Regions from separate parts of the Mus musculus genome. Here regions 2 and 3 are each linked to region 1. Evidence: chromatin contacts called from public Hi-C data. All regions are on one chromosome and are shown on one strand. Each heading gives the region's core, a stretch centred on a gene start, on an enhancer-like site or on the middle of the called end of the contact. The rest is flanking DNA. Distances are from core to core; before and after follow the strand shown. Region 1 overlaps Sptbn1 (spectrin beta, non-erythrocytic 1). Region 2 overlaps Acyp2 (acylphosphatase 2, muscle type). Region 3 overlaps Acyp2 (acylphosphatase 2, muscle type).

Region 1 (4,032 bases), core at 649-3,148:
GCAAGGTGGGAATTGACCCACTTGGTGAAGGTCTTCTTCTGTACAGCTTCACGCTCATCTGTAAGCAGAGGAGAACTCACTTTACCAACAACCAAGCACTGGCAACAGCAGGTGCAAGCCAGCAAAGCCCCACGGCCCACACAGCAAGAGTGCATCAGCAAAACTAAACTCCAACCAAACCCCCACTTAGCTCTCTACTGTCTGGGAATACTGGGATTTGGACAACCCTTGCACCAGTCAACTCCCAGGTTTGCAGCCAGCAGAATGTAGCAGTTAAACTAAGTCACTGCTACAGATGGATCCCACTGTGCAGCTTGAAACCATGACCCTGGAGCTTAAGAGCGTCATGCTTCACTGACCGTGCTAGCTGGGCCCCTTTGAGCAGAAGCCCTACTCCTAGTACAAACTTGCCTTATGGACGTTTACAACATACAACTTGATGGAATAAGCAGAAACCCCAACAACTGCTGTACTGAAAAAAACCCAGCACATAGTGTGTGAAACTCAATCCTACTGATGGCTGTATAGTCAGTGTGTACTGGGCTCCTAGATTGGTCAGGGGAGCAGTAAACAGTCTAGTATCTGGAAGGCTGTGCTGAGGCCTCCATTCAACCTAGCATAGTAAGGCAGTGAGGCAGAGACCATACTGGGCAAGCTTTTACTGATGTACTCCAAGCCAAGCACCTGCCAAGACACCTGCGCCTCCTGCTGCAGTCAGCAGTTCTTTGAGGTCCAGTCTTTCCCTAAAGCCTATCCATCCAAAAGAGGGCCTTTCTTCATGGATAAGGACTAATCAGAAACAAAGAAACAGAATGGCTGGGGCTGTGGGAAGGAAGAAAAGGCAGTTAAGGGCATAGCAAAAGGAGTTATGCCAGTAATACTATGAGAGGTTGAGATCACATGTATTATTCTTACAATCGTCATTATGAATGGTAACTTTACCACTACAATGGCAAGTGTAGTTCTTGTTGTTGTTTGCTTAAAGTTTGGCTGTTCTGAAAGAGTAGACTGGACCATGTCAAGAGGGATACTTCCTAGACTGTACCTAGAAGACTAATAATTCCTCATTCAAATATCTTTAGGTCTAATTTCTTTAAAATTATGGTTTCTTGAATATGCTGCAAGGAGCTGAAAATGTCTTTATCCTGATGGCTATCCTAGGCTATTAATGAAGGTTTGGGGTTCAAAGTCACTACCGCACCCAATCTATGAAGAGAAGATGATCAAAATAGAAATCTGCTTAGGTTAAAATATTTCTCAATAAGCTAGCGTGTAAAGTATGTTATTGCACAGTTACCAGCATCCCTTGGGGTAACTCACACATTAAAGAAACCCTGGTGACTTCTTTCAGGTTCAGAATCAGCAGAAGCCCTGCCCCGCAGTGACAGCTCAATCCCACGCCCTATGCTCCAAGAAGAGACAGAGGCCAGGGGTGGAGGCAGAGAAAACTGAGCTCGAATAGCCACACCCAAATCTGCATAAGAGGCTCCCCAGAACTGCAGTGTACCTCAGAAGCTCTAGAAAGGGGGAGGGAAAGGAATTAAAAAGTAAAAAGAAGGAGAGGTTTAATTCTTCCTATCTGTGCCTTTCTCCAGTTTCAAGTTGAAGAAGGGTACAAAAAAAAAAAAAAAAAAAAAAAAAGGCTCCCACCACACTGAGAAAGGCAGAAAACTTCTATCCAAGGACTGGACATGAACAACATCCTATACAGAGGAAGGGCAGGGACAAAGCCAGGCCAGCTGATGTGTCATCCTACAACAAAGTATGTGCACAACAACACACTTCTGAAGCAGGAAAGGGGGTGGGGTGGGATTCTACCTCTTGGCCCAGTAGAGGGAGGGAACTGTCTCTAGAGACCCAGTCCTTTGTTCCACCCTTCCTGGGAAGGCAAATGACATCATGCCTGTACTCTTCCTACCCCCTTCCCAGAGAGGCTAGAGGAGATAAGCCAGACGCCTGCAGAGGAACAGAAGGCTGTTGGCAGCGACAATGGAAGACAATCCAGAGGGTTTCCAAGCTCAAGCTGTTGCAGCTGGCCAAGCTCAGGGGAAGGCGGTGGGAGGACAGGGAGCAGCAGCGTTATCCAGTCCTAGGAACATGAGGTCATCACAGCAAATGAGTAAGATGAATATGGAGGCCCTTCACACGCCACACTGACCAGTGGTTGACTATGGTCCCTGGAGAACATGAAGCAGTGCTTATAAACGTTTTTGATAGTGGTGACTGAAGGACAGGTGCTACTAGCAGCTAGGGTGCAGAGGCCAGGGACACGGCTAAATACTCTGCACAGGGTAACCTCTATAACAAAGAATCATCCAGGCCAGGACTGAGAAATTCAGTTTAAAGGTTCTGAGCTTTTATTAATTACAGCAGGAACTTGAGTGTATCAGACTGAATGAGCTGGAGAAGAACACTTGAATTTAGGGTGTTGTTCATGCATCTTTCTCTTTGGGTTACATCAGAGCCTGACAGTTTGACAGTAGAAAGGGTTGCCTGCAGGCATGCTCATTCCACAAGAAGCTGGAGATAGAGTGGAAAAGCAGGTGCAACCCTATGTGACTCAGAATGTTGGTGGGCATTTGGCTTCCCCTGCCACGTCCACTCTCCCTGTACCCTTGAAGGGCCTTGTATGGCTGTTACCAATTCTAATCATACAGATACACCAAAAGAGCTTGTCTAAAGGCTACCTAGTATCAAACAGGATTGTAAAGTAGTCAATGAGGTAACCAGACTATTTTAACTGTTCATTAAATTTGTTCCTGCTGCACTCCCCACCAAAGAAGCACTCTCAACTCAAATCACTTAAGAAATTTATCAGGGATGGTAGGATCATACAATCTAAGGCTGAACAATCCTTTAGAAGCCATCTAAATGCACTTTCTTGAGTGAAATAATCTCTTCAACACTTGAGTAGTCACTTAAAAATTTTAAGCTGAGCCTCTTGGTACAAGCACAGGACCACACAGTGGGTTGGTTCTAAGTCATCCTGGACCACTGTAGTAAAGGCCTGACTGAAAATAACATGTAGGAAGAGGGCACTGGGGTAGCTCAGTGGTACAGTGCTTGCCTAGCATGTGCAAGGTCCATGGTCCAATCAAAAATATCCTCTAAATGAAAAAGATGAGTAACGTCCCAGATGAGGTTTGTAAAATCACATGTAAACATATGTGCCAGGAGGTTATACAACAGATTGTCCAAGGTAATGTCTTGTTTCTAGCTTTTAATACAACCAATGGCACTTATTTAGCAGTGAATATAGCCCAGGCCCAGATCTAAGCATCTATAATTCTCACAACCCTCCCGTGAAGTAGGAACTGACTCAAGCAGGCTGGCTCCAGAGTCAGGCCTCTCAGTGACTGAGCAACATTATCCTGTGTATAAACTGGGTGAGGAGGGAAGACGACGTATTCCCATTATGAGGCAGAGTCACCGTCACTGTCCTAGCCCAATTCTTCTGAGTATGCTTCATCTTTGACACTGAAGACTAGATCAGCCTCTGTAGCCCATGGCCTAAGAGAGCGGGTTTCTTCCTCGTTCATGTCAAGACCCCCAGCTTTCCTCGATTCATCCTCCACACCGACTATTTTTTCAAAAGCCAGCACATCCAGAGAGACAGTGGTTGGAAATTAAAAGTAAAGAAAATGCAAAAAGAACACGCATGGTTAGATAGTAAGCAGGGGGGTGGGGGAGACACACACCAAGTTCATAAGCCTCTCAGAAGCACATACACTCCAAGAAAACTGTCTCTGTAGCTGAGTGTGAAGATCCAGTCATGCAAGCTGTTAGCTCTACAAACTCAAAAGATGAACTAGCCAACTGCTGGTCAGTCAGAAGTACCAAGCAGACAGGGAACTCCTGTCAAGAGATGGTAACACAATCGTGGGTTCTGACGACTGAAGGAGTGAGTTGCAATTCTGTGACTGGACTCAGGAGGACTCTCATTGCACCGTAGCAGCAACACCACATCACAATGCATCTGCACTGTAAGCCACTCCATCAAGGTTTCCTAAAGCCTTACAGCAACGACTAAGG
Region 2 (4,032 bases), core at 1,142-3,641, 460 kb after region 1:
CCACCCCACTACATTTCACCTTTTTCTGTCCAATTTAAAAACAAAAACAAAAACAAACAAACCCTCTTCTCTCAGACATAAATTGAACAATAACAATCATGTACATTTCAAGATAGGATATACAATTAGTATCTAGTCTATCATATTTGTCAATTAGATAAAGTATTCTACCATCATTCCTAACTTAAAGAGTTACAATTTTGTTCCTGAATTATGTTTAGATTTTAGCTGTAACATCATCTGAAAACCATATTTTTATTTCTGTATCATATCTTTAATGTTAAACAACTTAAGTTTGCTGATGGGGTTATAGTTCGTCTTCAACCTCATCCAAAATTGGAGAATGAATTAAATATTATCTGAGTATATAGGAAGCACAAAATTTAGCTTCTAAAACTTAAACAAATTGTAGAGACAGCTGACTGCTGGGACAATCCTCTAATTTCTTAGAATGTTGGCACATCTGTCTTTAGCCTTTTAGCATAGGGCCATCTGACAGACCTTTGTAAAGTAGGATTATAAAGGATTGTTTATTCTGTATTGGCAGAACTATCAGTTGACTATTTGGCATAGAGTGTTCATTTTGAACAGTATTTTGAAATAGGCAATTTCTGTATTGTGGCTACCTTGCCATGGTAAGTAACCTCGTCTAGAGGTAAAGATGTTGAATTCTTCTTTGAAGGAGAATGGGGAAGCTGTCAGGAGCAGATGTCTCTCATTGTCAAATGATCTTCAATAATGAAATAACATTAAATATCATATTCTGTGTATTTCTGATGTTTTTGAAGACTATCTATCTAAGTGTATTTGAACTGTTAAATTTCAATAACTCTTAGCCATTTCTATTTGAGTAAAGTTGTGTTACTTAATCCTCTGAAACAGTTTATAATAGATCTATTAAAAGGACTGGGTCAAAGCCTTGTATTCTTAAATGTGTTGTATCTACACAATGCCTATCTAAGAGTAACAATATTAATTTTAAACTTTGTATCAACATATAGATTTATATTAATGAAAACCTTAATTTTATATCATTGTAAATTTCATACCAACATATGAAATTATAACATTAATTTGTATAAATTATAAAGATTTCTATCAATGTAAGATTATGGCTATATAATGTTTTGTTCAAGAATAAAATTAGTAATCCATCCCATCTATTTCTTTCCAGGTCGAAATTATGACTATTTCTAAATTATTTCTTAAAACGACAACCTATCTATAATTTATAAAATAACCATAACCAGACACCCAAACCCAAGGGATCAAGATGACGACACTCCACAACTTTTTCCTGTTGAATAGGGGTGACAAAAATTCTTTAAAGGTGTGGGGAGGGGTAGGAAAATTAGAAAATTTGGTTACACTTTAGAAAGCTACCTTTAGCATCTGTTATGTAGTCTCTGTATGTTTAAAAGGCTCAGGGCTTGACTGGATCTGTCTGAAAGGTTGGATGAAGCGAGTTCATCTGAAATCAGCAGCAGCAATCCTAAAGCTGTACTGGAAGCAAGTCTCTGGACAACATCAGGAAGGAGGGAGCTGGAACAGCACGTCAGTTTCGTGTCCCAGTGGATGAATCTTGTCAGAGGTGTAATATATGAATCTCATAACCCAAATTTTACTATCATTAAGATTTTCATGTAGGTTGTGCAGGGTATAGAGTAAAAGATGAAATTTTATTTCTTTTTTTAAAAATTGGGTATTTTCTTTATTTACATTTCAAATGTTATCCCCTTTCCTGGTTTCCCCTCTGAAAAACACCCTCCCCTTATCCCCTCCCCACTCCCCCTACTCACCAACCCACACACTATCACTTCCTGGTCATGGCATTACCCCATACTGGGGCAGAGCCTTCATAGGACAAAGTGCTTCTCCTCCCATTGATGTCCCACTAGGCCATCCTCAGCTGCATACACAGATAGAGCCATGAGTCCCACCATGTGTGTTCTTTGGTTGGTGGTTTAGTCCCTGGGAGCTCTGGGAGTACTGGCTACTTCATATTGTTGTTCCTCCTATGGGGCTGCAAACCCCTTCTGCTCCTTGGGTCCTTTCTCTAGCTCCTTCATTGGGGATCATTTGTTCAGTCCAATGGATGGCTGGGAGCATCTACCTCTGTATTTGTGAGGCACTAGCAGAGCCTCTCAGGAGAGAACTATATCAGGCTCCTGTCAGCAAACACTTGTTGGCATCCACAACAGTCCCTGGGTTTGGTGATTGTAAATGGGATGGATCCCCAGGTGAGTCAGTCTCTAGATGGTCATTTCTTCAGTCTCTACTCCACACTTTGTCTCTGTAACTCCTTCCATGGGTGTTTTGTTCCCCACTTCTAAGATGAATAGAAGTATCCACACTATGATTTTCCTTCTTCTTGAGTTTCATGTGGTTTATCTTGGGTATTCAGAGCTTCTGGGCTTCTGGGCTTTTGGGCTAATATCCACTTATCAGTGAGTGCATATGATGTGTGTTCTTTTGTGATTAGGGTTACCTCACTCAGGATGATATACTCCAGATTCATCCATTTGCCTACGAATTTCATAAATGCATTGTTTCTTGTTTGAGCAGGTAAAAGACAACTGTCTTTTTATGAGTTAGTTTTATCAATAACCAAATGTAATAAATCTTCACTCATGCCATATGAAGGAGGGCATAAAGAATCTTAGGGATTCCATAACCAATAAGATTTATTGTCTCATTTTAGTTGAAGTTTTGGCTAGAGACATTTTTATGTCTACGCCAGTTATTGGGCTGTTCTCAGATCAATTTATCTGTCTTGTTTTAATTTCCCAAAATTTTTGAGACCTTTAGGAGGCCTTTTCTTATCATATCTGATCTATATCTTTCTGGAAGTTGTCTAGAGCCTATTGTTCTTTCTTGTCAATACAAATACAGAGCTTTTTTCCCTTTGATATTTAAAACAGTTTAAAGTAATTAAACCAATCTAAACAAATGTTAACCATTGAGACAGTGTTTCTATTGTCTCCTGCCCTGCCCTTCATGAGATTAAGACCTAAATTATTTATTTATCTGTGTAAATTTGAATTCTCCCTATTATAGAGATTAATATCTCTGTGGGTATATATTGTAGTATGCCTTTTTTTCTCTGTACAGTTCTCAAAGCCTACATTTCTACTTTCTGAGATAGGCTAAGCTCTCTACATTCTGCTTTCAAAATATTTTTTTAAAGATCAAAAGCCTCAATATTTATATATCTCTGTATTTAACTTTAATTAAATTTCTTTTATTTATTTATAAGCCTATTTATAGGCTTTAATTTTTATCATATTAAGCAGACAATCTCAGAAATCGGTGTTGCACATGTTCAAATATCCCGAGAAATTGTCCTGGCAAGACATTTATATATCTTTAAATCATTTATTCATTCATTTTACGTAGCTTCTTTCTTCTGTGAAGCTTAATATCTGTTGTGTCTACTGTCTGCCTCTCTGCCTCTCATCTTAAGCTCTTTGTATTAATTTTGAAACTCAGAGAGAAATTCCCATGTGGCTCAGGCAAAATCTATATATTCCCTTCCATCCTTAAAAACAAATCAGACTTATAAATCTCTATCAGTTATTTATCTGGTAGATGGAAGTAGGTAGCTTTATTGTTTGTTTCTCATTGTCTCTTCCCAGGAGGGTAAATCCCAGCCAGTGGCTGTGTTTCTTTGCTATATAGTTTTGCACGTTGGAACCACATGACTCAGTTCTGCTCACTGAGATAACAGTTCTCACCACTCCTAGATTTATATCATTTGTGTGTGTGCCCAAATATTCCATCCCAGAATACTTAAATTATTAGTAAATTCTTACCCCATGTTGAGCACTATATGCAGTGTACAGTTTTTTACTATACCGCTTTGTGTTCCCAGCTGGTCACACATGCACACCTACCCAGGAGCTATCTCAGACCTATACATAGAAAACATACACAGGCTGGTCTGCACTGGTTTAACTTTGGCACAAACTCTGCAGCCAGTCCCACAGCACACAGAAGAGGCTCGATTCCCAGGCGCTTTAGCAAGCCCAAGAT
Region 3 (4,032 bases), core at 876-3,375, 420 kb after region 1:
CTCTCAAACTGTAAGCCAGCCCCAATTAACTATTTGCCATGAGATCCAGCTGTAAGGCATTTATTTTCTCAATTAGTGACCAATGGCAGAGGGCCCAGCCTTTTGTGGGATGTGCTATCCCTGGGCTGGTGGTTCTGGTTCTGCAACAAAGCAGGCTGCACAAAATTTGTGAAACAATCCAGTAAGCAGACTTCTCTATGTTCTCTGCATCAGCTCCTGCCTTCAGGATCCTACTCTGTTTGAGTTCCTGTCCTGGCTTCCTTCAATAATGTATAGCAATATGAAATAAACCCTTTTCTCTCCAACTTATTTTTTTGGTCATCATGTTTAGTAGCAATAATAGAAACCCGAACTAAGACAGTCTAACTTTACCTTCAAATGATGATGTTTTAGAGAGCTATCATGTCACACATCTACATGTCTCTCTAAGACAGCAGAAGTCTGCTAGAATAGACTTTATTACCTCAACTTCCAATCAAAAACTTAAATATACAATATTGTTTTCAGTCACATACTATGAAAACTGGCATTTGTTGGCTAATTATTATCAAAATCCCAATGCAGAATCAGATGAGGCACAGAATTAGACTGCTAGCAGCACCTTTCCACTAAACCTCACCCCTGTGTCATCAACTAAAGTGCTCACCCTGGTAAATGAATGCTGATCTAAACTGAGTTACAATCCTGAATTATGTTTGAATTATTATGGTTTTGTAGTCCCATTTGTATTTAACCTGTAACTTTATTAATTGTATTTTGTTCAGATTTATAAGCATTAGATTATATGTAGTTTTATCTCCACACATAAATAACATAGTAGTAAAAATAACTGCGGTCAACACTAGAAGTCCACAGGAATTATTTATTATTCAAGAGTGTGGGCTGTACTCCTCAGCTTAGAGACCACTGCTATGTGGCACACATTAGCTCTATCCAGGATTTTAGAGAAAAGGATAAGAAATGTAGAGGTGACTCAGGGGTGAAGAGCTCTTGCTGTTCCTCCAGAGGATCTGATTTCCCAGCACCTAAATTGTGTGCCTTACAGCTGCCTGTAACTCCAGCTGTAGAGGATCTTCTAGTCTCGCCAGGAACATGCACATGGAAACAATAATAAAATAAGTCTTAAAAAAAAAGATAGAGGAAAGCATGGTTTAAATTCTATTTTTTTTTAAAATTTCAAAGTAGATTTTTCTATGACTTTGCTTCTGACTTGTTTCTCAACTTCAAAGCTCAGTGCAGCCCAGAGAGCGCTCTCTCTTTCAAGGACATTGGAAGCACAAGCACAGAGAGGAGCCATTTCTGTAACAGTTGTGATCCTGGACTGTTTTCACTTTTTATGAAACTGTCAGTTTCTAAGGAGACAGGCTAGTGCCCATGCTTATTACAAGTGGGAGCTGGACAAGAATGTTGGCCAAATGAAGAAGGCATCCATGGCAGGCTGCTCTGTCGACTCACATCACTCTTGTCTGACTCAAAGACTCAGAGATGCTCTGTGAGGAGTGCACTTGGGGACTAGTAAACCCCAAGTCCCACTGAATAGTAAGAATCAACACCCTGGAGAGACTCTGAATAAGAGAAATTGTAAAACAGTATGGACAGTGTTTTAAAATTTTCCAGGAAAAAAACTAACCATGAACCACTTTTATCTTCTTTCCATGTAAACTACTAACTAAAAACAACTATCACAACAACCCAAAATGAAAGTCAAATGCCAATCTAGAACTAAGTATACACGCTGGAAAACAGCATTATTTTGCTTGGAATACTTAAATACCACTTAAACATTTAAAATGTACTACCTAAAAGTTTTAAACTTAACAATTGACAAAAATTAAAAAGATTCTGTACCTCCCACCATCAAATACCATAATTTAAGAAAACATTTTTTTTTTTCGGTTTCTGGGTGGTACAAACCTAGAAGCCAGAAAACATTCCTTGCTCCATTCTTAAGAGTTGATGAAATACATCTGCAAAAACAGTTTGAAAAACTGAGCTTGCCAAAAAAAAAAAAAAAAAACAAAACCTTGCAGTGTTTTCTCATTTCCTCAGTGCTCTTCAAGAGAAAGCAAAGTGAAAGCCAATGAGCTTTTTGAGAAACAGCTTCAGCGACTGTGTATTCATCCATACACACAGCCACAGAGTGAGCTGTAGCAACACCAGTGGACACTTAACTAACCCCAGAAAGCTGATGGGTCACACAGAGTCTTACTCAACACCTAGGCAAGTGACAGTGTTCCTTCTGCTTTCCCTTTCAACTGGAAACCAACTGAGTCCTAAAAAAGAAATTATCTCTTCTTCCAAAGACTAAACATAATTTCTTATCAGCAGGCTGTCTAATGAATTAAGTCAACCTGTAGGCCACTACATTAGTTTAGGCCTCAGCAGTAAGAAGTCTTTAGAGCTAAGAAAGTCATTTCTGTTGTATCTTGCTACTCTGGACAAAATCTAATTTTCTGCCCAATCATAGAAGCCATATGATGCCAAAGGAAAGGACGTCAAACTCTGACAATTAAAAAGAAACACAATAAACTACCATTCACAGTTCTAAAGATCTAAAAAGCAAACAAGAATAACCTTTAAAAAGAAAAAATACAATGAAGGCTTCCATGTAAAGTGAAAATAAGAAATATAAATGGAGAATAGCTTATTATTATCAATGCTTGGATCATAACTAATCAAATTTAGGCATTAAAAAACAAACAATGAAGGGGGCATGCTATGGCTGCAGAAGAAGATGAGTAAAAGAAATTTTTAAAATGTGAGTTAAATTAGAAAGACAATGATATGAGGATAAAAAAGAAGGCTCGAGAGTAAGCATGCCTGAAAGATCCCCTAACTAGATGGTGGGGGTCAGAGTAAAGTGGGAACAGGGTCTCCCTGGGCTGAAGGCACACATAAACCATATGAGGAACACAGCCCATGAGATAAGAGTGGATCTGTGCAAGATCCTGGAACATTCTGTGCTGTAACAATTTTAGCAATGCAGAAATCAGGTGGCTAGATGATTAGTCTTCTCTTTTTAATCCACATTGTATGTATATAAAATTGGCCAATACAGAATGTGTGGAAAAAACATAAAACCCAAGTTTCAAAGAACAAAGTATTGAAAAAATGATGAATAAACTGATAAGAATTATTGTGTATGCTTTGTGTTTTGTATCCTGTTCATTCACTTCAGAGTACTAAGGTCTAATTTAGCATCTTCATTACAGTAGTGTTGTATAGACTATTGAACCCAAGTTAGAAAAATTTCTAACCAAGAGCTTTAATTTGGCCACTGCTACATTCACAACAATGTATACAAGATGCATTGTTGATGGCAAATTTTGTTAACTTGGCTAGACTAAGGTGCTCAATTGTTTTGTCAAAGTCTAGGCTGGTTCTTGCTCTAGAGGTAATTTTTTATTGCTTTTATTTTATTTTATTTTTTTAATAATCCAGTCATTATTCCCCTCTGACAGTTACTCATCCTATTCCCTATTCCCCATTATTTCCAAGATGCTGTCCCCACTGCGTTAATCCTTACCAGACTTCTCCACTCCCTGAGGCCTCAAGTCTCTCAAGGGACTAGCCAAATCCTCTCTCACTGAGACCAGACCAGGCAGTCCTTTGCTGTATATGTGTTGGGGCCTCATACCAGCTAGTCTATGTTGCCTGGTTGGTGGCTCATTGTCAGAAAGATCTCGGGGGTCTGGGTTAGTTGAGACTGCTGGGCTTCCTATGGGGTCGCCCTTCTCCTGTCGAGGTACTTTTTGAATGTGACTAACATTTGCAATCAGTTAATGTCTAGAAAAACACATCTCCACAATGTGAGGGAAGTTTATCCAATAGGTGAAGAAATGAAAAGCAAGGACAGACTTCTGAGATCAAGAATTTTGTCTCCAGATTGTGACATTGAAATTTTGAGTGTATAGTCTTCAGACTTAATAGAAAACAATAAATCTTATCTGAACTTATACTCTGGTAGCCAGTCCAATAAACTTCACATTGCCAACCCCACAAAATGCACAAGTCATTTTCTTTAAATCATTC

The links. A called contact is a pair of places that touch in the nucleus more often than the background predicts.
Region 2: a Hi-C map of the G1E-ER4 cell line shows a contact between it and region 1, with 2.6 times the contacts expected there. The contact joins two enhancer-like sites.
Region 3: a contact with region 1 is called in a Hi-C map of uterus. The contact joins two enhancer-like sites. A contact is called at or near these places in 1 of 484 Hi-C or Micro-C datasets (uterus) and 2 of 115 datasets of contacts at active chromatin or transcription factors (cardiomyocytes and fibro-adipogenic progenitors).

The regions. Positions count from the first base shown.
Region 1 is chr11:30,159,388-30,163,419 of GRCm38.p6, forward strand. It overlaps Sptbn1 (spectrin beta, non-erythrocytic 1), which reads right to left. Exons shown (of 35, transcript NM_175836.2): 2 at 1-58. Among named protein-coding and RNA genes, the nearest start is that of Sptbn1, 58 kb to the right of the region's middle. Within about 2 kb of position 1,899, at least 156 of the 459 cell types and tissues checked have an H3K27ac peak or open chromatin away from gene starts, as enhancers often do. A contact at or near this core is called in the G1E-ER4 cell line, fibro-adipogenic progenitors and uterus, where this site is marked.
Region 2 is chr11:30,619,715-30,623,746 of GRCm38.p6, forward strand. All of the region lies in intron 3 of Acyp2 (acylphosphatase 2, muscle type), which reads right to left. Among named protein-coding and RNA genes, the nearest start is that of Acyp2, 28 kb to the right of the region's middle. Within about 2 kb of position 2,392, at least 3 of the 459 cell types and tissues checked have an H3K27ac peak or open chromatin away from gene starts, as enhancers often do. A contact at or near this core is called in the G1E-ER4 cell line, where this site is marked.
Region 3 is chr11:30,578,141-30,582,172 of GRCm38.p6, forward strand. The region is part of intron 3 of Acyp2 (acylphosphatase 2, muscle type); the gene reads right to left. Among named protein-coding and RNA genes, the nearest start is that of Acyp2, 69 kb to the right of the region's middle. Within about 2 kb of position 2,126, at least 35 of the 459 cell types and tissues checked have an H3K27ac peak or open chromatin away from gene starts, as enhancers often do. A contact at or near this core is called in fibro-adipogenic progenitors and uterus, where this site is marked.